7 separate regions of the Mus musculus genome follow, and regions 2, 3, 4, 5, 6 and 7 are each linked to region 1. Evidence: chromatin contacts called from public HiChIP or PLAC-seq, capture Hi-C and promoter capture Hi-C data. All regions are on one chromosome and are shown on one strand. Each heading gives the region's core, a stretch centred on a gene start, on an enhancer-like site or on the middle of the called end of the contact. The rest is flanking DNA. Distances are from core to core; before and after follow the strand shown.

The links. Promoter capture Hi-C pulls out the DNA fragments that hold promoters and counts their contacts. HiChIP or PLAC-seq counts read pairs in DNA pulled down with a chosen protein or histone mark. Capture Hi-C pulls out chosen DNA fragments and counts their contacts.
Region 2: a contact with region 1 is called in a promoter capture Hi-C map of liver, with 2.7 times the contacts expected there. The contact joins the promoter of Synj1 here to the promoter of Morc3 in region 1. A contact is called at or near these places in 3 of 39 promoter capture datasets (hippocampal neurons, neutrophils and pre-B cells), 1 of 115 datasets of contacts at active chromatin or transcription factors (embryonic stem cells) and 2 of 9 other capture datasets (adipose tissue and liver).
Region 3: a contact with region 1 is called in a promoter capture Hi-C map of neutrophils, with 6 times the contacts expected there. The contact joins the promoter of Ifnar1 here to the promoter of Morc3 in region 1. A contact is called at or near these places in 2 of 39 promoter capture datasets (neutrophils and pre-B cells) and 1 of 9 other capture datasets (liver).
Region 4: a contact with region 1 is called in an H3K27ac HiChIP or PLAC-seq map of bone marrow-derived dendritic cells, with 10 times the contacts expected there. The contact joins the promoter of Ifngr2 here to the promoter of Morc3 in region 1. A contact is called at or near these places in 2 of 39 promoter capture datasets (hippocampal neurons and liver) and 1 of 115 datasets of contacts at active chromatin or transcription factors (bone marrow-derived dendritic cells).
Region 5: a contact with region 1 is called in a promoter capture Hi-C map of embryonic stem cells, with 2.9 times the contacts expected there. The contact joins the promoter of Brwd1 here to the promoter of Morc3 in region 1. A contact is called at or near these places in 2 of 39 promoter capture datasets (embryonic stem cells and pre-B cells) and 1 of 115 datasets of contacts at active chromatin or transcription factors (astrocytes).
Region 6: a contact with region 1 is called in a promoter capture Hi-C map of liver, with 5 times the contacts expected there. The contact joins the promoter of Dnajc28 here to the promoter of Morc3 in region 1. A contact is called at or near these places in 5 of 39 promoter capture datasets (hippocampal neurons, liver, neutrophils and 1 more).
Region 7: a contact with region 1 is called in a capture Hi-C map of embryonic stem cells, with 6 times the contacts expected there. The contact joins the promoter of Gart here to the promoter of Morc3 in region 1. A contact is called at or near these places in 7 of 39 promoter capture datasets (the 3T3-L1 cell line, the C10 cell line, embryonic stem cells and 3 more), 4 of 115 datasets of contacts at active chromatin or transcription factors (astrocytes, bone marrow-derived macrophages, embryonic stem cells and 1 more) and 3 of 9 other capture datasets (adipose tissue, embryonic stem cells and liver).

The regions. Positions count from the first base shown.
Region 1 is chr16:93,830,775-93,833,458 of GRCm38.p6, reverse strand. Morc3 (microrchidia 3) reads right to left here and starts at 1,338. Exons shown (of 17, transcript NM_001045529.3): 1 at 1,111-1,338. The coding sequence starts at 1,149. It overlaps Gm30881 (a long non-coding RNA gene), which reads left to right and starts at 367. Exons shown (of 3, transcript XR_876266.3): 1 at 367-608.
Region 2 is chr16:91,009,965-91,012,648 of GRCm38.p6, reverse strand. Synj1 (synaptojanin 1) reads left to right here and starts at 1,341. Exons shown (of 32, transcript NM_001164483.1): 1 at 1,341-1,556; 2 at 2,480-2,625. The coding sequence starts at 1,459. 4930404I05Rik (RIKEN cDNA 4930404I05 gene) reads right to left here and starts at 1,400. Exons shown (of 3, transcript NR_028368.1): 1 at 1,330-1,400.
Region 3 is chr16:91,483,861-91,486,544 of GRCm38.p6, reverse strand. It overlaps Ifnar1 (interferon (alpha and beta) receptor 1), which reads right to left and starts at 1,330. Exons shown (of 11, transcript NM_010508.2): 1 at 1,129-1,330. The coding sequence starts at 1,201.
Region 4 is chr16:91,545,729-91,548,412 of GRCm38.p6, reverse strand. Ifngr2 (interferon gamma receptor 2) reads right to left here and starts at 1,354. Exons shown (of 7, transcript NM_008338.4): 1 at 1,181-1,354. The coding sequence starts at 1,250.
Region 5 is chr16:96,081,115-96,083,798 of GRCm38.p6, reverse strand. Brwd1 (bromodomain and WD repeat domain containing 1) reads left to right here and starts at 1,371. Exons shown (of 42, transcript NM_145125.3): 1 at 1,371-1,545; 2 at 1,619-1,677; 3 at 1,792-1,821; 4 at 1,926-1,985. The coding sequence starts at 1,497.
Region 6 is chr16:91,617,631-91,620,314 of GRCm38.p6, reverse strand. Dnajc28 (DnaJ heat shock protein family (Hsp40) member C28) reads left to right here and starts at 1,316. Exons shown (of 2, transcript NM_138664.2): 1 at 1,316-1,557.
Region 7 is chr16:91,645,586-91,648,269 of GRCm38.p6, reverse strand. It overlaps Gart (phosphoribosylglycinamide formyltransferase), which reads left to right and starts at 1,298. Exons shown (of 22, transcript NM_010256.2): 1 at 1,298-1,386. It overlaps Son (Son DNA binding protein), which reads right to left and starts at 446. Exons shown (of 12, transcript NM_178880.4): 1 at 286-446. The coding sequence starts at 362.

The DNA.
Region 1 (2,684 bases), core at 89-2,588:
TACAGAGGACCAGGATTCAGTTACCAGCACCCCATGGGCCAACTCATAACTAGCAGTGAGGGTTCAGAAGTCCTCATCTTCAGGTGCATAAGACACACACACACATAAACTGTGTGGGGGGAAACCGTACTAACAGGCAATTTAAAACAAAACATAACAAAAAATGTGAAGAATACTCAACCTCACAAAAAAAAAAAAAGGCAGACGCGATAAAACTAGGTAACACTTCATGCACACTTGGGGCTATCACATCCCAAATGACGGAAGTAGCCTAATGAATGGACGGAGACCTGCATTCTTGAAGAGCACCTACGGGAGGTGCTTTAACCTCCGGAAATCCTTACCGCTCGCCAACGAAATTACATAACACAGTAGTACCGCTTTTTTTGCCTTTGAGACAGGACTTCCCCTTGTCTCCCTAAATTGTCCTAGAATTTGCCTGCTTCGGTCACCCGAGCGCTGGGGATGCCAGGCATGGGCCACCGCAGCCATCCTTCAAACATCAAGGAAGTAACTTTCCCCGCTTAAGACCTCAGGGCCGGCAGAGAATAAAACTTTGCAGGAATCATCAGGTGAAGCCACGCCCACAATGTTTTGGACCCGAAAGTGTAAGTCCTTTTCTGCGACCACTCCCAGCCACCTCCAAAGGGTTTGCCACCAATGGGCTCGGCCCGAAAAGGCAGGGGCATGCCAAGCAAGCGGAGGAGATGAGTCCTAGCCTCCGCTCCTCCGAGCCGGGACCGACAGGGACGGACGCGTGCAGGAACCGCGCTGCACCGCAGCCCACGCCGCCCCGACGAGGCCCGGCGGCTGCTCCCGGGGCGGGCGGGTCGCGGAGGGCGCGGCTCCCACAACAGCTGTCGGGCGCCGCAGAGCCGGAGGGAGGGAGGGAGGCCGCCTCGGCTTGCCCCGAGATGCCGCGAGCGCACCGGCCGCGCGTTACAGCCGCTCCTCCGAGCGAGGAGACATGGCGGCGGACCCTTGGCCCCGCCGCGACCTCCCGGCCGCCGCGCCAGCCCTTGAGTCGCCGCCGCCCACTGCCACCTCCTGGCTGGCCCGCCTGCCCGCCCTCCTGGGACCCGGCCCGCTCCTCCCCTCGCGGCTGCTCACCGCGCTGAGGCGGATCCCGGTGGGTGGCTGCGCCGCCATCTTGAGTGAGCTACAAAGCCAGGACCGGCCTCGGCCGCAGCCCGACTGGGAGGCTACGAGTCCGCCGCGGGCTTCAACGCCCCGCCCACTTCCGGGGCGGAACCGACAACACCAGGCCACACCCACTCATTTCCGCCTCGGGCAAAGGCGAATTAGGATTCTCAGCAGAGGCTTGCCCGAGCGGGCCTGACCTGCTGCGCGCGCAGGACCCAGGCGTTGGGCGCATGCGTAGGTGAGCGGGCGGGCGCGAGCTCCTCGCCTCGCGTAGCTGGACCTTGAGATTGAAGATTGGCGCGAAGAATGATGTGTAGAAGCTAGGCAAACTCTGATGAAAATCGCACTGCAAAAGTGTAATCCATGGCCGCTGGTAATGATGTTACTGGAATCTTACAGGACAAAATGAAGAAAATAATTACTTTTTGGGTTTGCCTGAAAATCATCAGCTTTTATCCTGGTAGTGGTAGCGCACGGACACGTTAATTCAGTGTGTGTGGAGCCCGGTACTGCAGCGAGTAGCATGTAGAAATTAGTCAAGAAAGGGATGCTAAATAGTACAAGTAAAGAGAAGGTTAAAAGATTTGCAAGAGTATTTACTGCAGTCTTAACGATAGTCATATTTTTATTTATAAAAGTTCAGACGGGCAGTGGTGGCGCACGCCTTTAATTCCAGCACTTGGAAAGCAGAGGCAGGCAGATTTCTGAGTTCAAGGCCAACCTGGTCTACAAAGTGAGTTCCAGGACAGCCAGGGCTACACAGAGAAACCCTGTCTCGAAAAAAAAAAAAAAAAAAAAACAACAAAAACAAAAAAAAACTAAACAAAACGAAAAAAAGTTCAGTTCATCTTCTGCTGATAAACAATTTAGTATCCTTTATTATAGACCGCTGTCTATTAAACACTACAGTATGGGATGGATCCTCTCCTTTTCCTACACGTCAACTGTGTTTTCTCTTCATATTTTAACTGTAGGCTTGTAAAAACTTAAATACTTTTAAATTAATAAGGGGATGTAAAATTAAAACCTGTGGTATTCACTGTTTTTAAGAGTGAATAAGAGGCACAAGATAAGCAAAACTGGTGTCTAGTCTTGCAGAACAGGTGGCTGTCAAGACAGTTGAACCATGATGGCCGGTCAGTGAGCCGTGCAGTCAACCTAGAGAGTGTCAGCAGCCCAGGCTGCGCAAATTCTCCACTGAACTGCAAATAGCTTAGTCTAGAAACTCCCCTGTGGATTTGACCAGAGGTTTGTTCCCATGGGGATTCTAAATCTTGTCAAGTTGACAGGATTAACAAGCAGGTCAGCCTTGTTTTCCTGTTTCATCCGAGTCTGGTTGTCTTTGCGGGGAAAACAGTGCCTAGGGTGGGACAAATACTTGTTCATCAGGGAAGAGGATTCCCCACGGGATGCAGCTGAGGAAAGCCTGTCTCGCCACATTTTCTTGAGATCCACATAATCGCTTTGTTTTTCTTTTTGAAAGAGAGCCTCCTGTAACCCAGGCTGGTCTGCTTTGTACTTGAGGTTGACAAACTCCTGAC
Region 2 (2,684 bases), core at 92-2,591, 2.8 Mb after region 1:
TAATTTCAGTTGTCATAAAAAGGTTCATCCCTAGGGCTGGGGATGCCCCCCAGCTTGTAGAATGCCTGCCTGGTACGCATGAAGCTTTGGGTTCAGTCTGTCACCACGTAAACCAGGTATGGTTGGCACACTAGCCTGGGCTCTGTGCTACTTTGTCTCAAAAAACAAAAGCTACCTCCAAAGTACTACAATTCAGTGGCCAGCTCTCCTGAACCCGTTTTTGTCGGTGCATGTCATATACAGTCATCACACTTAAGAAAAATCCCACTCTCAAACATCCCTGTTTTATTTAAAGGACTGTCCCCACCTGAAATGGACACTTCTTGGGAGGGAAAAATGGCTAACCACAATTCACAGCAAGCAATTGTTATTATAAGCTTGTGGTTACTGTAACCACAACAAAAAAGTAAAAGTTGTTCTTAGGAGACTAAGTGAAAAGATCTAAGAACTGAATCCAAGTGTGTATCTCCTTGGCTGGAGGTGGCTTCTCTTGTGTTTAGTTTGCTTTTAATATTTTAAAACTAGGGTGGATTTGTCTTCTCTAAAATAGAGAAGCGTTGAGTCACATGACAGCATGTTAGAGGAAATGTTTTTATGCAATACGTCATATTTAAATTGTGCTTTTGGGAAGAAAGTAAAAAGGGGAAGAGGCTAGGGGAAAGCAAAGGCAAATGGAACATGATTGCCGTGCTCCTTGGATTCTCAATTCCTCTCTAAAGCCCCAGGGACTACAATGTCCTCCCATTTTTGTCTCTGAAGTATAGGCAGAATAATTCTGCTGGACACAAGTTTTAGACATAATGTCTCGTTTAAAAAGATAGTTTGAAACAGTGTGATGCCCTTAGTTATAAAATTCCACGGCTGGCAAATCGACAGTGACAGCCATGTTTTGTTTGACTGCCTGGAGTTTCTGGTTGCTGGCTTCCCCCACTCTCCACTGCATTCGGTTGAGCACTCTTCCATCGCCCCTGGAGCTCGGAGAACACACTGAAACAGCCAGGGAACAGCCTCCTGCTGCCTCCCTGACGACAGACACCATGGACAGCTCTTCGAGCGCCACCCAGCCGGCGCGGGGTGCACACCGTCCCCCGCCTCGCACTCGCCCATCGCCCATCAGGTCTGCGGAGGCGGCAGGGGGTGGTCCTGATGCCCGACTCGAGCACGAATCAACACGGGCTCCCCCAGCTCTTTCCTGAAGTCCCTCCCTGTCGCCCGCGGGGAGGGCAGAGCTACAGGGCTCCACGCGAGGAGGACGGACCCTCCCTCTGCCGGCTCCCCTGGCCGTGCCACCTTCCCACTCCCGGGGCGACGGAGGCTCGCTTCACGGACCCAGGACGCGGCGGCCGCAGGAACCCGGTGACCAGTAAGCGCCCTGCTCGGCAGCACGGTCCCGCGTGGGCGGAAACGGCTCCGCCCTTTCACCCTAAGGGGCGGGCCTTCCGCCTGGGCAGCGGCGCAATGCGGAAGAGCTGGACCTGCTGGAGCGGAAGTGACGCTTCGGGCGGCTGTAGCGGCGGAGGCTGCGGGAGAAGGAGGAGGAGGAGCCGGAGGAAGAGGTGAGGCAGCGGGCGGGAGGGCGGGGGGCGGGGAGCGGCCCGGGCTCTACCCAGGGGCAGCCGGCCGGCCGGGTGGACGCTTCCTGAGCGGTGGCGGCCGTCGCAGCCGGGTCGCAAGCGGTGAGAGGCGGCCGAGGGCCGAGGGCGGCGGGTTGTGTGGAGACCCCGGGGCTGCGGGTGGCTTGCCGTGACAGCGGCTGTCACCCAGCGGGCGGGAAAGGACCCCGTCGGCACAGGCTCCCGGGTATCTCTGGCGGTGCGTAATGGAGGCGCTGAAGCGCCCGGTGCCTCAGTTCCCCCCGGCTCCCCGGGATCTCGTTGAGTGGCGGTGGGATCCATTCGTCACGGTGAGCTTCGTGACTGGGCAGGAGGCGGCAGTCACCTGTGTGGCTTTCCCTGCCCTTCGCCGCCGCCCTGGAGAGTCCGCGGTGTGATAATCCCGTCCCTCTCCGGCCCCCTCAGGAGCTTTGAATCAGCCTGATTAACCTTCCCTCCCATCCCCTTGCCCATTCCGCCTAGGGATCGGCTTGAAGTTTCCCCATCAGTTCCCTTCCCGTAGTGACAGATCGTGAAGCAGGAAGCCGATAAACAACCCCAACTGAAAATACGCTACAGATTTTCCCTTTGGGGAAACATAAATTAAATGGGAAATCCACCTTATCCAAATCAGGACCGACGGTGCTAAAAACCCCTGCCTTGTCCTGCCGTATCTTGAGAACTGGACGCGTTTCCTTTTGCCTTTTGGTTAAGAAAAAAAAAAAAAAAGGTGACGCCTTATCTTTTGGAATAAACCGTTCACCCCTGAGCTCTCTTTTTCTCTACCCCCAACCCCCATCAAACTTGTCAGTGAGGGACCTCAGGAGGACGCCTAGCAGTCCTTGCAGCAGAAGGAAACCTCAGGTGCATTGACTTGGTTTCCACAGGGCTGCCTCTGAAGAAAGGAGAATGGCGTTCAGCAAAGGATTTCGAATCTACCACAAATTGGATCCCCCACCGTTCAGCCTCATAGTGGAAACTAGGCATAAGGAAGAATGTCTCATGTTCGAGTCTGGGGCTGTGGCTGTGCTCTGTAAGTCACGTGTTTTCACCTGCCCGATTCTGATCTCTGTTTTGGTTGTAACTCGCGAG
Region 3 (2,684 bases), core at 81-2,580, 2.3 Mb after region 1:
AAAGTGTATTCCAATCCCCTGGAACAAAGCAGGATTTAGGGAAGGTTGCAAGTCACCAACTGTGTGCTGGGAACCAATCCAGGTCCCTCTGCAAGAGCAATAAGTGCTCTTACCTGTGAGCCGCCTCTCCAGCCCGAACGAGGCTTTAACTTTAAAAAGTGTCCTTTAACGCTATGTCTGGCTCCACTGTTATCTCCTGTTTTGAAAACTTCTGCCTCAGACTATCATGTCATGTCGCCTGTCAAGCTTCTACTCCAGAGGGTTACAGAACTGCCTCTAGTTACATCCTATGTAAGAGGATGCATCTGAGATGTCTGAATTTCTTTCTTTTCAGCCACCAGGAGCTATCCATCAAGTCTCCCCACTCTGAGTTGTCAGTTTCTCAGTGCTGTCTATGCTAAGTGCACACTACCACTGAGCCACACTTCCAGTACCACCAACGGAGTCTTTGATGTCATCCCTAAACTGACTCTATCCTGTTATCCGTATCCTCTTAGCTTGATCTCCAGTCCAACTGTTGGGATTTACTGATTCTGTGCAGAAAGAGCAGCAAATGTGCTCATGAGATTAACAAAAGACCCAAGAGCATTTGTAGCAGTTACAGTATTCTGTTCATAATAGTCTTTTTCCGATTTACTGTATATGTGTGACCACTTTGCCTGCATGTACATCATGCACGTCTAGCCAGAAATGGGCCATCTTCGGGGTGAGACTTGGGGCAATCACTTACTTCCCAGATATACAGATTTCTAAGAGGAATCAGAACTTTCCTCCAGGAGTGAGGCTAGGTCGTCTTTTTTAGGTTCCTCACATCACTATGAAAACTCTTGTCTCTCCCCTTAGTGGGCATTCTCCCGATGTAACTAGCCCAGTGGTTTCCTGGTTTTGACTTCGGGCCGGTTAGGGGGCCTCTCACCTCACTCCTCTCAGCCCGGGACAAACCGCACTAGGCTGGGAGCGCATTTCTGCTGCTGTCTGGTCTCCCGCCCACCAGCAGCCCTGAGGCTCGGCCCGGGTAGCGTCCTCAGGCTGAAGAGCGGCGCAGGGGGCGGGCGTCGCGGACTCTGGTCACCCGCGCCCAGCTCTCCCTCCATGGTGCCCGGCCCTCGCACAGGCCCCTCGGCTCACCTGCAGCTGAGGGTAGCACCCAAGGCGCCCCGGCCACCAGCACCAGGGCCGCCGCGCCCACGACAGCGAGCATCGTCTTGGGAGGCCGGGCGGCGGCTCACATTCTCCTCCTTCTCCTCAGCAGCACCGCGGAGCTGGAGACTACCTCTGGGCAGCTAGGCCCTCCGCGACGCCCCGCCCCCTCCAGCGCCCCGCCCCTTCCGTGAACGCCCCCGCCCCTCCACCCAGCACAGCTTCTCCGCTGACGCCACGCTCTCTCCGCGAGCAAGCGGCTCGGAAAGTACCGGGCGCGGTCCAGTCAAGGCCTGGGGACTTTGAGGTCCCTGCCACGCTCCGCCCCCACTTCCGGAAAGACTGCCCAGCATTGTCCTTAGACTCCTGAGAGGAAAGCGGGGTGCAGTCAGTGCGCCTGCGCAGCCCCTCCTCCTTCCGGGCTCAGCTTCCTGTTTTTGTCCGGAGGGGGTTCGGAGGCGTTGCCCCGGGGGTTACTAGTCCACTGGCTCGAATCCTGGTGTGGGGATCCCTGGAGGCCGTGGATCAAATGACTCTGGGACCTGGAAGGCGCCGGCAACACTTTTATCTCAACTGCACAAGATCTTTATACTTGATTCCCTGATTTTGTGGGATGGTTTGCTGTTGTGACTCGCTCAATCTTTGGGTTTTGAATTATGCAGCGTTTGGATCTTTTGTCTAATAATGTGGTTTTAGGCTGGTTTTATGTGTATGAGTGTTTTGCATGCATGCATGCATGCATATATGTGCACCGTACATATATGCGTGCCTGGTACCCATGGAGGCCAGTAGAGCGCAGATACCCTGGTATTAAAGTTACTGATCTTCCGAGCTACCATGTTTGTACGCCAGTCCTCTGCACGTGCCCTTAAACCACTGAGCCCTCTCTCTACCCCCTTAACTCCGTCTCTGTCTGATTACTATCTTATAAAGAAACTTATTTGTTGGGCCGGGCGTGGTGGCGCACGCCTTTAATCCCAGCACTCGGGAGGCGGAGGCAGGCGGATTTCTGAGTTCGAGGCCAGCCTGGTCTACAAAGTGAGCTCCAGGACAGCCAGGCCTATACAGAGAAACCCTGTCACGAAAAACCAAAAAAAGAAAAAAAAAAAAAAAAAAGTAAGAAACTTATTTGTTATGCCGGGCGTGGTGGCACATGCCTTTAATCCCAGCACTTGGGAGGCAGAGGCAGGCGGTTTCTGAGTTCGAGGCCAGCCTGGACTAGAGAGTGAGTTCCAGGACAGCCAAGGCTCCACACACAAACCCTGTCTCAAAAAAAAAAAAAAGAGTTCCTCTCTGCTTCCTCACCATCATTCGTCAGATTTCTTGTCAGCCATTCTGACTAGGGTGGGGTAGAATGGCAAAGCAGTGTCAGTGTGCATTTTGCTGGTGGCTCAGGACATTAAGTTCTTTAAAGATAGTTACTGGGTGCATATTTCAGCGTTTGAAAACTGTGTTCGATTTATTGGGCCATTTGTTCCTGGTAGATTCATTTCCTTATTTTCTGAAGTTCTTTATGAATTTGAGATATCAGAGCCTTGTCTGAG
Region 4 (2,684 bases), core at 105-2,604, 2.3 Mb after region 1:
ATGAGCCACAGACCACGACTTTTGTGGAGCATAATAAAAAGTTAATCATTAGAAAAATGTCTGTTGTAAAGTTTCTAAATACGCCTATCAACTTCTGAACACATAGTTCACAGACATCTCAGACAATCGCAGGCTCTCCTCCAAAGGAGACCTGTGTGTGTGGGTGTGTCAGACACAGATTGCTCAAGGCAAAATGGGGAACATCAGAGCCAGGGTTTAAAGTCTTTGTCTGACTCCAGGAGAACAAGTTAACTGCGTAACCCACTCATCCTCCTGTGCTCCTCTGCCCTTAAGGAGAAAGGGAACTTAAGGGCCTTTGCAGGGATGCTGACAGAGGACCAACTAACTCCTCAACACCACTTCCAATGGGAGGGAACGTCCCAATTCGTAGGCTTATTTAACTAATGGCCAAACTATAAAAAAAACAAAATAAACAACAACAGCAAGACCCACTGAGTAAACCAAGCCGGCCCGGCCGGCCAGAAACTTCAGGACCCCTTTTTCTCATCCTGAGTTCTGTGTTTTCACAAGGGTGCACCCCACTACCACTGTGGACTCCAGATATCCAAGCTTTGATATGATCTCTGCACGGGAAAGAACCCAGCAAAATATAATCACGTAGGAAGAATGTTCTTGGTTAGTGATGTCTTTCTTTTGTTGGTTTTGATGACTGGCTCATAAATACAGTCAGGTTGGTGACAAAAGTGGGAAGTTGAACCCCGGTAAAGGGCTGTGTGGGCGGAGTAGGATAGAGCTGAGATTAAAAGTGTGCCTCAGCTGACCCTCTGTCCCCATACACTGGAGGGGACACAGGCATTTCTGCTCCCCATCTATAAGATCCCGAGGAACTGAGTACGAGGATTTTATAGGCTGCCCAGACAAATACTGGTCCTGCCCGTCAGCTGATCTCCCTGGCACCAAGGAGCCAAAGACGAACTGGGCTCTCCACCTCCAGGCCTGGAATTCCCCGTGGTCCACGCTACACTCACTGCAGCTCCCTCTTGCAGATTCCTCCTGGTCGGTGCCCCGTCCGATCGCGGTCACCCGCAGATCGGGAACGACTGCAGAACCCCACCCTGTGCCGGGTGCAAGCTCCCGGAGCCACCCACGCGCGGACGCGACACCCAGGAGAGCCCGAGGAGTCGGGGGTGGGGTGGGGGGTCTCCTGGGTCGCGCTTACCTGGCGAGGACGCCGCGGCACCGAGCCCACAGAGCAGCAGCGACGGCAGCCACAGTGGCAAAGGCCGCATGGCCCGGGCGGCCCGGGACCGCGGGGTGGACGCCGCTCAGACTCGCACCGCAGCGGCCATGGCGAGCCGAGCGCCCGCCTCTTCCCCAGCCTAGCCGCAGAGCCGCCTCGCCCCGCCTGCGTCCCGCCCCGCCCCCACCGCGCCCGGCCCCGCCCCCGCCCGGCCCGTGGGGACTTTCCCCGGTGTTCCCGGGAACCGCGGCCCCCGCAGCCCAGCACACAGCCCCGGTGACTCCGGCCACACCTCGCCGAGCCGACCTCCAATGTGTGGCCAGAGATCTCTAGTACCATCCTTCTGGAGAGACCCGTGGACACCCATCCCCACCCTACCCCACCCCACTTCGGACTCCCGCCACGTACGATTTAAGGACCCATTTATTTTGAATTCTGTTCTCTTTAATGACCGGAAAGATCGTGCTAAGCTTTGAATCCTTTTAAGCAAAGGGCTACTTAAGGGTATAGCAGAGAGGACCCTCTAGGCCGTGGTGTCACAGAGGAAGAAAAGCTAGAGGAACTGTACTGGTTGCTTAATAGTCTGTGGGTTTGGCCCTCTGTGGCTGTGAAGCTACGAGGAAGTGACCCCAGAGCAGGGCAGGGATAGGCTCCCAGCCTGAGCCTTCCCCAGTGGCCAGCCTGTTGGCAGAGACGTTCACACCTCGGCCACAAAAAAGGGGGCAACGAAAGGAATGGTTAGAGGGAGACAAGAGTCAAAGAAAGGGGTCATCGAACCGCAGCTATTGCTCCTAACCGCTGAGGCCTCAGTCTTAGGAAGCCACTTTAAACTGTAGTTGAAGCTGGCCTTGAACTTCACAGATCCTCACATCTCTACCTCTCAGGGGTTAGTCGTGGGCCCCCAAACCCTTCCCTTGTGCCTGTGGCTCCAGAAGTTGGCCTGTTATAAAAATACGTGATGAAATTATCTAGCAAAAATTTGAACTATGACTTGAGAATTTCAAGACCCAGAAATGTACTTACATGCCAAGGAGAAGAGGAGGGCTGTGGGGATCCTCTCAACAGGACGTGTTGAAAACCGCAGAGGAGAGAAAACCTAACCACACAGGCTGTGGATTATAAGTATACCCCTCTGAGTGCCCCGTGCCCTGCCCCCGGCATGTTTTATTTTTATGAGACAGGGTAAGGAAAAGGACTCAGCTAAAGCCACGAAGGACCTGTGATCACTAAGCTTTTCAGCCTGTGGTCTTGACCCCAAATGGTAAGCCTTTGGAAGTGCTACTACTGCCTCACCCCACTCCCTACCACACCCCTGTCTAGAATCTCCCTCCCTCAGCACAGTGCTAAGGGCATATTCCCTGGATCTGTACCCCATGCCTCAAGCATACAACCCCCCAAAGACAAGCGTTTCTCTCCTTTCCCCAAGGCAACTTTGTCAGGGCAAGGCCAGCTAGGTGCTGGCATCCACTCTCTTGCCCTTCCT
Region 5 (2,684 bases), core at 122-2,621, 2.3 Mb before region 1:
CTTACCACTTGGTGTTTGCTGAGTTAGGATTACTCTGAATAGGTGGGCCATCTACATATTCATATGTACTTTCCATGTAATTAATGAAAGTCAACTCAGAGGCTGGAAATGCGTATTAGTTCATAAAATCCTTGAGCTCTGGAAGGAGCCGCACTGTTGGCTACAATTTACAGATAAGGCCAATTGAGACAGAGGTTAAGTGATTTGCCTAGGATCATACACCTGATAGTTGGAGCCAGTCTAAGGTTCACTGCCCGGGCACGACTGGGACACCTCGTTCTGCCTCCGCACGCAGGCACTAGAATGACTAGCTGGTACAACGCCTTGGTCACAAGACAGGACTCCTACAAATGACCTTGCTCGGTCAGCCCTTCGCAGGGGCGCAGGGGTTAAGAAAAGAATGCGGAGCCACCCTAGCACTATGTCCTAAGCCTAAGGAAAAGAAACAGCCGAACCACCCTAGACTCTTTATAGACACAAACAATTCCCTTGCCGCACCCTAGCCCGCGACAGGAGCTCGCTTTCCCGTTGGAAGACGACTGTCTTTTGGTGTTTGGGAATAAAGAGCCGAGGTCGTTTGAGGTCAGGCCTCTTTTTCTGACTCTCTGCTGCCCGATAAATCTAACAATGGCCATGTTTAGTTCTGTTCTGCACTCTACGTCAGAGCTTGTCAGCGCACACTGGACGTGGTGAAACAGATCCGGTTGGGTCAGGAGCCTAGAGCGGTAATTAGGGGGATTTTTCTGTAACTCTTCCACCCCTCCAACAAAACGACTGACACTTGTGGCCGCAGCCCGTTTCCCACGGGCCCTCTGAGTTCCCGTCAAGTCATCGCGGACTCCCAGATTCCGTCACCCGTACCGGGCATCTTTAACCCATCGCGGGGCGCGGGACGCGGGGCGGCGGGAGGTCGGGAGGGCAGCGGGTAAGGTGGTGTCGCAGCCTCCGCTCTGGGTTCAGCCACCCTCCTGCAGAGCTCCTCCCCAGCCTCAGGGTCTTCAGGCCCAGCCCAGGTGACCGTCCTCCCAGGCTCCGCCCTGCCCTGCCCCGCCCCGCCCCCTCCACTCCAGCTCGCCGTACCGCCTCCGCCGCCGCACAAAGGCCGGCGGCCGCCTCACCGCGCGCAGGAATCCGGCCACGCGCGCCCCAGCCCCCCCACCCCCCGCCCCGCGGACGCAGCCCCGGCTGGCTCGCCGCCCCCTTTTGCGCTTCACGCCCCCGACGCACAGGACGCCGAGGCGAGGCCCGCCTCCCAGCCAAGGAGCCACATCCGCGTCGTGCCACGCCGCCGGCTCCCCGCGGGGGGACTACTTCGCTCCCCGCCCCTCGGTCCCGCGCGACTTCCTGCCGCGGACGCGTCGGTGCGCGGCGCGCACGGCATGGCGGCGGCGGCGCGCGCCTGAGGAGCTGGGGGTACGCCGGCCCGGTCAGGCCTCGGCGCGGCCTACGCGCTCCACTTGTTCGCTGGTCCGCTCGCTCCCGCCCGGCGCCCCGCCATGGCGGAGCCTTCGCCGGCCCGACGTCCGGTGCCTCTCATCGAGTCGGGTAAGACACGGCCGCGCGTCCCCTGCCCGGTGTCGCGCAGCCGCCGCTGACCGTCCCTGTCTTCTCCCCGCAGAGCTGTACTTTCTCATCGCCCGCTACCTCTCAGCTGGCCCGTGTCGCCGAGCGGCGCAGGTGAGTGCCGGCTGGGCGAGCGGGCGGGCGGGCGAGCGAGCGAACCGGGGGCGAACGAACCGGGGGTGAGCGGGGCAGCTGACGGGGTCTGACCGCGCGTCTTCTCTGCCGCAGGTGCTGGTGCAGGAGCTGGAGCAGTACCAGGTCGGTCCGCCGCCCCCGCGTCCCCGTCCCCGCCCCCGCGTCCCGGTCCCGCCCGGCCTCCCGGCCGCGGTGGTCACCCGGACGCCTTTCGTGTCTCATTCCAGCTGTTGCCGAAGAGGTTGGACTGGGAGGGCAACGAGCACAACAGGAGCTACGAGGAATTGGTGAGCAGCTCCCGCGTCCTCCGCGCGCCCGCGCCCCCCAGCCGGGTCTCTGCTCCCCTGCGGGCGCCGCGGGGCCGCGCCCGGGGGTGGTCTCTGGTGGTCCGGCGTCCCGGGGCGACGGGCCCGACCCCCGAGGGCTCGCGGTGGCGGGGTGGGGGGCGGGATTTGGCAGAAAATGGTTTTGGGGGCGGTGCCGGGCGCAGGCGGGGGCGCCCCTGGCTCGCGGCCGGGCTGGGGCTCCAGGTGCGGCCGCCAGCCACTGAGAGGGGCGCTCTCATCTCTCTCCCTTCCCGATTTGTAACTCGAGCTCTCATTGGTCTCTCCTTTCTCTGCCCCGCCCAGACTTTCAGACCTCTTGTTCCCCAGGAATAGAGAGAGAGTCCTTAGTCTCCCAAGGTGGAGAAATGGCCCCTTCCTGTACTGTACTCCCTTCCTCTGTAGGATCGCACAGAGTTCTCCGTGGTGAATATGTCAGTGCGGCACCCCTGCTTCCCCGACCCGTGCACTGTGTGTTGACTGCCTTTAGAAAGTTGGCTCACACTTGATCTTGCTGTATGTAGCGGTTCAGGCTTTAAGTTGACATCCGTCAGTCGGTGTATTTATTTTTTGAGACAGGGTGTCATTACGTACCACTGTCTTGCCTTGAACTCGGGTAGGCCAGGCTGGCCTTGAATTCATTTCCTGCTTCTGAGAGCTCGG
Region 6 (2,684 bases), core at 67-2,566, 2.2 Mb after region 1:
GCGATGGGCTAACACTTTTCAGGCAGCACAGCCAAACTCCCACAATGCTTGGCTCTCATGATGGTCACAACAGAATACTATTTAGACACATTGAGTGTGAGCGGCTACTATATACACATTAGTTATTCAAGATTGAGATAGCCCAACCTGTAAAGACTCTACCTTCATTCAAGCTTGACCACCAGGATCCACACGACAGAAGCAGACAACCAACTCCACCAGTAGAGACCACAGCATACAAAACACGAAACTACACATACAAAACATAACCGGTGTAATAAGATTTTCAAAGCCAGATGTGGCACGCACCTTTCATCTCAGCGCTTGGGAGGCAGAGGCAAGTGGGTTCAAGGCCAGCCTGGTCTACAGAGTTTCAGACTAGACTGGCCTCAAACTCACAGAGATCCACCTGACTCTGCCTTTATATGCTGGGATTAAAAGTGTGCCGCTAATTTTTTTAAAACTGTATCTTTAGGATGGAGTGCGGTGACATGTCTTTAACCATTCAAGAGACAAGAGGCAGGGAATCCCAGCACTTGGGAGGCAGAAGCAGGTGGATTTCTGAGTTCAAGGCCAGCCTGGTCTACAGAGTGAGTTCCAGGACAGCCAGGGCTACACAGAGAAACCCTGTCTCAAAAAAACCAAATAATAATAATTAATAAAAATAAAATAATAAAGAATAAAATAAAACCAAAGACACATTTTTCCCTTCTTTTCCAACCCCTGGCTATGTGCGGTGCTCAATGGGGTGAGGTATCGTACAATACGCAGAGCCCTGACAGAACTTGCCTTGCATGCATAAGCCCTTGGTTTTATATCCCCAACATTCCATAAACAAGTAGCAATTTTACTGTGTAATCCCAGCACCTGGAAAACGGAAGCATGGAGGATGTGCAACCCAAAATCCCTCTTTACTACATAGCGAGTGTGAGGCCAGCCTGGGCTAAGGGAGACAGTGTCAAAAAACAAGAGCCATCCACCCAAACAAACTTGGCTGGGCCAGGCAGTGGTGGCGCACACCTTTAATCCAAACTTGGTTGAAGGAAAGACCATCTTTCTAGGCTTAAAGAAGCCTACTGACGGTGCAGGTGTCCCATAGAGGCAAACGGCCTAATCTTCCTCCATTTAAAACAATTTACTGAGGTCAGTGCTCTTCAAATTACATACACGTTGGGGTCACAAATCTATCACAAGCCATAACTCCTCTCCAGGCCCTAATGCCTCTACTCTGCACCTGCCGGAGAACTACATTTCCCACAATCCAAATCGGCCGAACCCTGCCCTCGAAAGCGGGTAGAGGCGGGGCCTATCGCCCCCGGCACAACAACAAGCGTCCAGGGGAGTCTGTCCTCTGTTCCGTGGGGGATGGTTTTATAAGAAAGAGATCGCTGTCCCTGGTGAGGGAAACTACCTGTCGTAGTAAGGTATGAAGAAAGGCTCTGCAGTGTAGCGCGGCAGAGGGTCCAGTAGCCGAGACAGGGACGGAGCGGGCCACGCGTGCTGCGCAAAGGCGCAGCTTGAGCTTCGAGCCGCTGAACCCCCATCACGTCTGTGAAGGTGAGTAGGGGGTGCAGCGGACCGACACTCTTCTGAGGCACCCCTCACCACGGTGAGCATAACCACCGGCATCCCAGACAACTCTAAAATCCACTGACCCCTATATTGTGACATCGGGCTACCATGACTTCTAAAACGCACCTTACATTCAAAGGATCAGTAATCCTCCAGTAAGTACTCCGTTGCCTTTCGTCAGTGTTCAGTATCTTTTTCCACAGGACCATGCGTTTTTAAATACAGCAAAAGCTCTCTCACCCTTTATCGCCCTTCCTTGCCCTGGCACCTAGCAAATAGCGAGGTGCAGACCTTAAAGTCGCTTGCATTCTTGATTCTCAGTCCCATCTGGTGTCCCACTGAGTACCGGTCTGTATGTTCCCTGTTTGATATGCAGCAAGTTAGATACTTGGAAATGGTGACGACCATTCTACACTGTATGCAAAACAAAACAACAACACAAATTGTGCTCAGGGAAATGTGTAATTTGCTGAGTATAGCTAAGCCAAGTGTGGGGCTTGGATGCTCTCCTTTAGTCCCAGCACTCAGGAGACAGAGGCAGGCTGACCTCTGTGAGTTCAAGTCCAGCCTGGTCTACATAATGAGTCCCAGGACAGCCAGGGCTATGTAGAGAGACCCTATCTCAAAAACAAACAAGCAAAAAGCAGTTAAGCTTTACTGTGCCCCAAACCTAACCATTTGCAGTACCTGGTAATGTAAGTTCTTTGGTTAACCTTAAGAGTTGCTTAACCTTCTGGACCCGTTTTCTTATAAAATGAGAAAATTAGGTTAGATGAGTTTTAACAACTTTCTAGATCTAAAATTCTGTGCATTGGATCCGGGCGGAGGTATGCATGTCTTTAATCCCAGAACATGGAAGGCAGGGGCAGGTGGATCTCTCTATGTTTGAAGCCAGCCTGGTCTCCAAAGTGAGTCCAGAACAACCAGAGCTACACAGAGAGAAACCCTGTCTTCAAGCAGTAGACTTCAGTTCCTGTCACACTATGTGATAGCCAAACATCACTGTCATTTTCTAGCTGCACCAAGAAAAGTCATAGATACTTATATATTCTTGTTTAGCAACATTGTTACAAAGAACTGACTTTCTTTTTTATATACATATGGTGTTTTGC
Region 7 (2,684 bases), core at 49-2,548, 2.2 Mb after region 1:
CCGAGTAGCTGGAGGGTAGGGGGTGTCCAAACGAGGGAAAGGTGACCGTCTTAACTGGAAGAAAGAAACGGCGTGTGCGACACCGCGGAAGAGACGATCTTTCGCGAAAGGAACGAACGGGGAACTGGGGGGGTGGGGGGGGGGGCGGAAAATGGATCCCAGGCCCAGGCGGGGCCGTAGCGGGGCCTGAGCCGAGAAACGACGGCGTTCCGTGAAAGATGCCACGGGAGGCTAGATGAAGCCCTAACAGCCCGCGAGGAGCAGAAAAGTCTGGGAAGCGTTTACCTGGAAAGCTCCTGTTGTATTTCCCGGAATTTACTGACCACGAAAGACCTGAAAACCTGCTCGATGTCGGCCGCCATGGCGTCCGCTCCGTTCTCTCAACTACTCCTCGCTAGTCCTCCAGGCTCCCAGCATGCCTCGGGAGGAGGCGCAGCGGCCAATTCCTTTTATCCCTTTCCTGATTGGCTCGTGAGGGAGCGTCCGCACGGGCTCGCTCCACCCACGAGCCAATCAGCGAACACCGGCCCGCTCTCCTCCGCTGTTTCTGAGCCGCCGGGGTAGAGCTGCTGACGTTTGCGCCGCGCACGAACTCGGCCGCCATGTTAGTGGTTGACGCAGGCGCCATTACAGGAGAAGTCGCTCCCGAGGCGACCGCGACAGCTTCGGCTGTTGATCCCCTCAGCCTGCGGGGACTCCTAAGAGGCTTTCTATAGGGAGTAAATGCCTGAGATTAGAGGCCATGGAAAAAAAAAAAAGCTGGGGGACGAGAAAAGCCTCGGCTTGTCCGGCACGGAGCTCGAACGCGTTTGTTGCAAGCGCCAAGTTTACTTTGGTCAGGGAGACGTGCATGAGAAAGAAATCCCCGTCCCGCGTCCCCACTATGAGTTGGAAAGGAGCCATTCCCATTCTGCCTCGATGCTTGCTATAACCGGCCTCGCGTAGTTTTTAGCAAAGGCTGGAGCGTCTGAGCGACCTGCGTTCTAAACGCAGTGCGCTTGAGCTGCTCCGGAGTCCAGCCCTGGCCGCTCCGCCCTGGCGCTTGGTGAGCAGCCACAGTCAGGCAGCCTCGGCTCTGCCCCCAGTGTAGGAGGCTCTGGGGTAAACGCAGGGACCTTAAGTGACAGCCCCTGACGAGCATCATCAGCTCTAATCGTGGTGCCAGGGATTCTGAGCCCGGCTAGGCAGCGGGCTCCGACCGCACCCTAAGGCGGGAGGAACCCCCACGGGTCGCCTCGCGGGCGGGGACCTAGGCGGGCTGCGGCCAATGAGCAGCCGAGTCCATCGGAGGCGGGGCAGAGGCCGGGGCGCGCTGGATTCCCCGGGCCAACTTCCGGCGGGTGCGAGTGGCGGGTGCGAGCCGGAGCTGCGTGGCGGGGCTTGCAGGTGCGTGAATGCCTTAGTTCTTAAGATGATGCGTGGACTGCCTAAACGCTTTGACCCATGGGTTTAACCTCAGCGACCGGTGCTACTCTTGAAACGAAACTGGCGTGACTGGCGAAAAGCCCACGTGCTTTGCACGGCCTTGATGGAGGTCGGCCAGGTAGTTCTTTCCCAGCTTTCTAATTCTGAGGCCGGGTCCAGGTTTCTGTGCATCTCTGCCTTGTAAAGACAGACCCTGTACACCGATGGTTTTTTTATCCGCTCTAGTTTTATCACAGTAACTAACCATTTACCTGGACCACTTTCGTATTTGGTTTCTACTTTTTCAAAACAAATATTTGGAAGTGGTTTTAACCGATTCTTTTATTCTCTCCTTACCCTATTCTCTTGTTCTCGCTATAAATTGCCTGTTAGTTAACTGACACCCAAGAAGTTACAAAAGACTCTCCGAGTCTCCCGGCTAGTAAGGCCTTGACACCGGAGCCCAGGCACCCAGCCGCTGCTGGTGAAGAGACCAGTCCTGCTATTTCACAGATCCTGACTAGTAAAATGAAAATTGTCTTCTTGCACTGCTTTCTTATTCAAGTTAGATTTTTTAAAAAGTTTAATGGCTTCAGCTATTTCTCTAAGAAAATGACACAGAATTGAACTAAAGTCTATCTTATGTGTAGGAGCGTTGTCCCTTACATGTATGTTTGTGCCCACGTGCATACAATGAACGCCCCAAAGAAGCCGGAAGAAAGCATTCAGTCTCCAGACCCAGATTAGGATGTTTGTGAGCCACCTTGTGGGTGCTGGGAGACTAAACCCCAGCCCTCTGCAAGAGAACTAAGTGTTCTTAACCTTACCAGTCTGCTTGGGTTTTCCTTAAATATGTAATCCCAAAGTAAAGGATCAATTTAGAATTTACATATTTCAGTTTTCTTCTTTCCGTAACCATCTTCTACATAAGTAAATATCTTGATAATATCTTTGCTCCCCCCCCTCCTTTTATTGGTGCTAGAATTTGAACACAAGGCTTCTATTCTAAGCAATAGGTATCAATTAGGTATATGAAGTAACAACACATAGCAAATTAGTACTTCCTATTTCTGGGTACTTTGTAGTATACAATATTTTTTTTTAAAGAATTGTTTATTTTATGTATGTGAGTACACTGTAACTGTCTGAAGACACACCAGAAGAGGGCATTGGATCCCATTACACATGGTTGTGAGCCACCATGTGGTTGCTGGGGATTGAACTCAGGACCTCATCAGTGCTCTTAACCACTGAGCCATCTTTCCAGCCCCCCCCCCCCC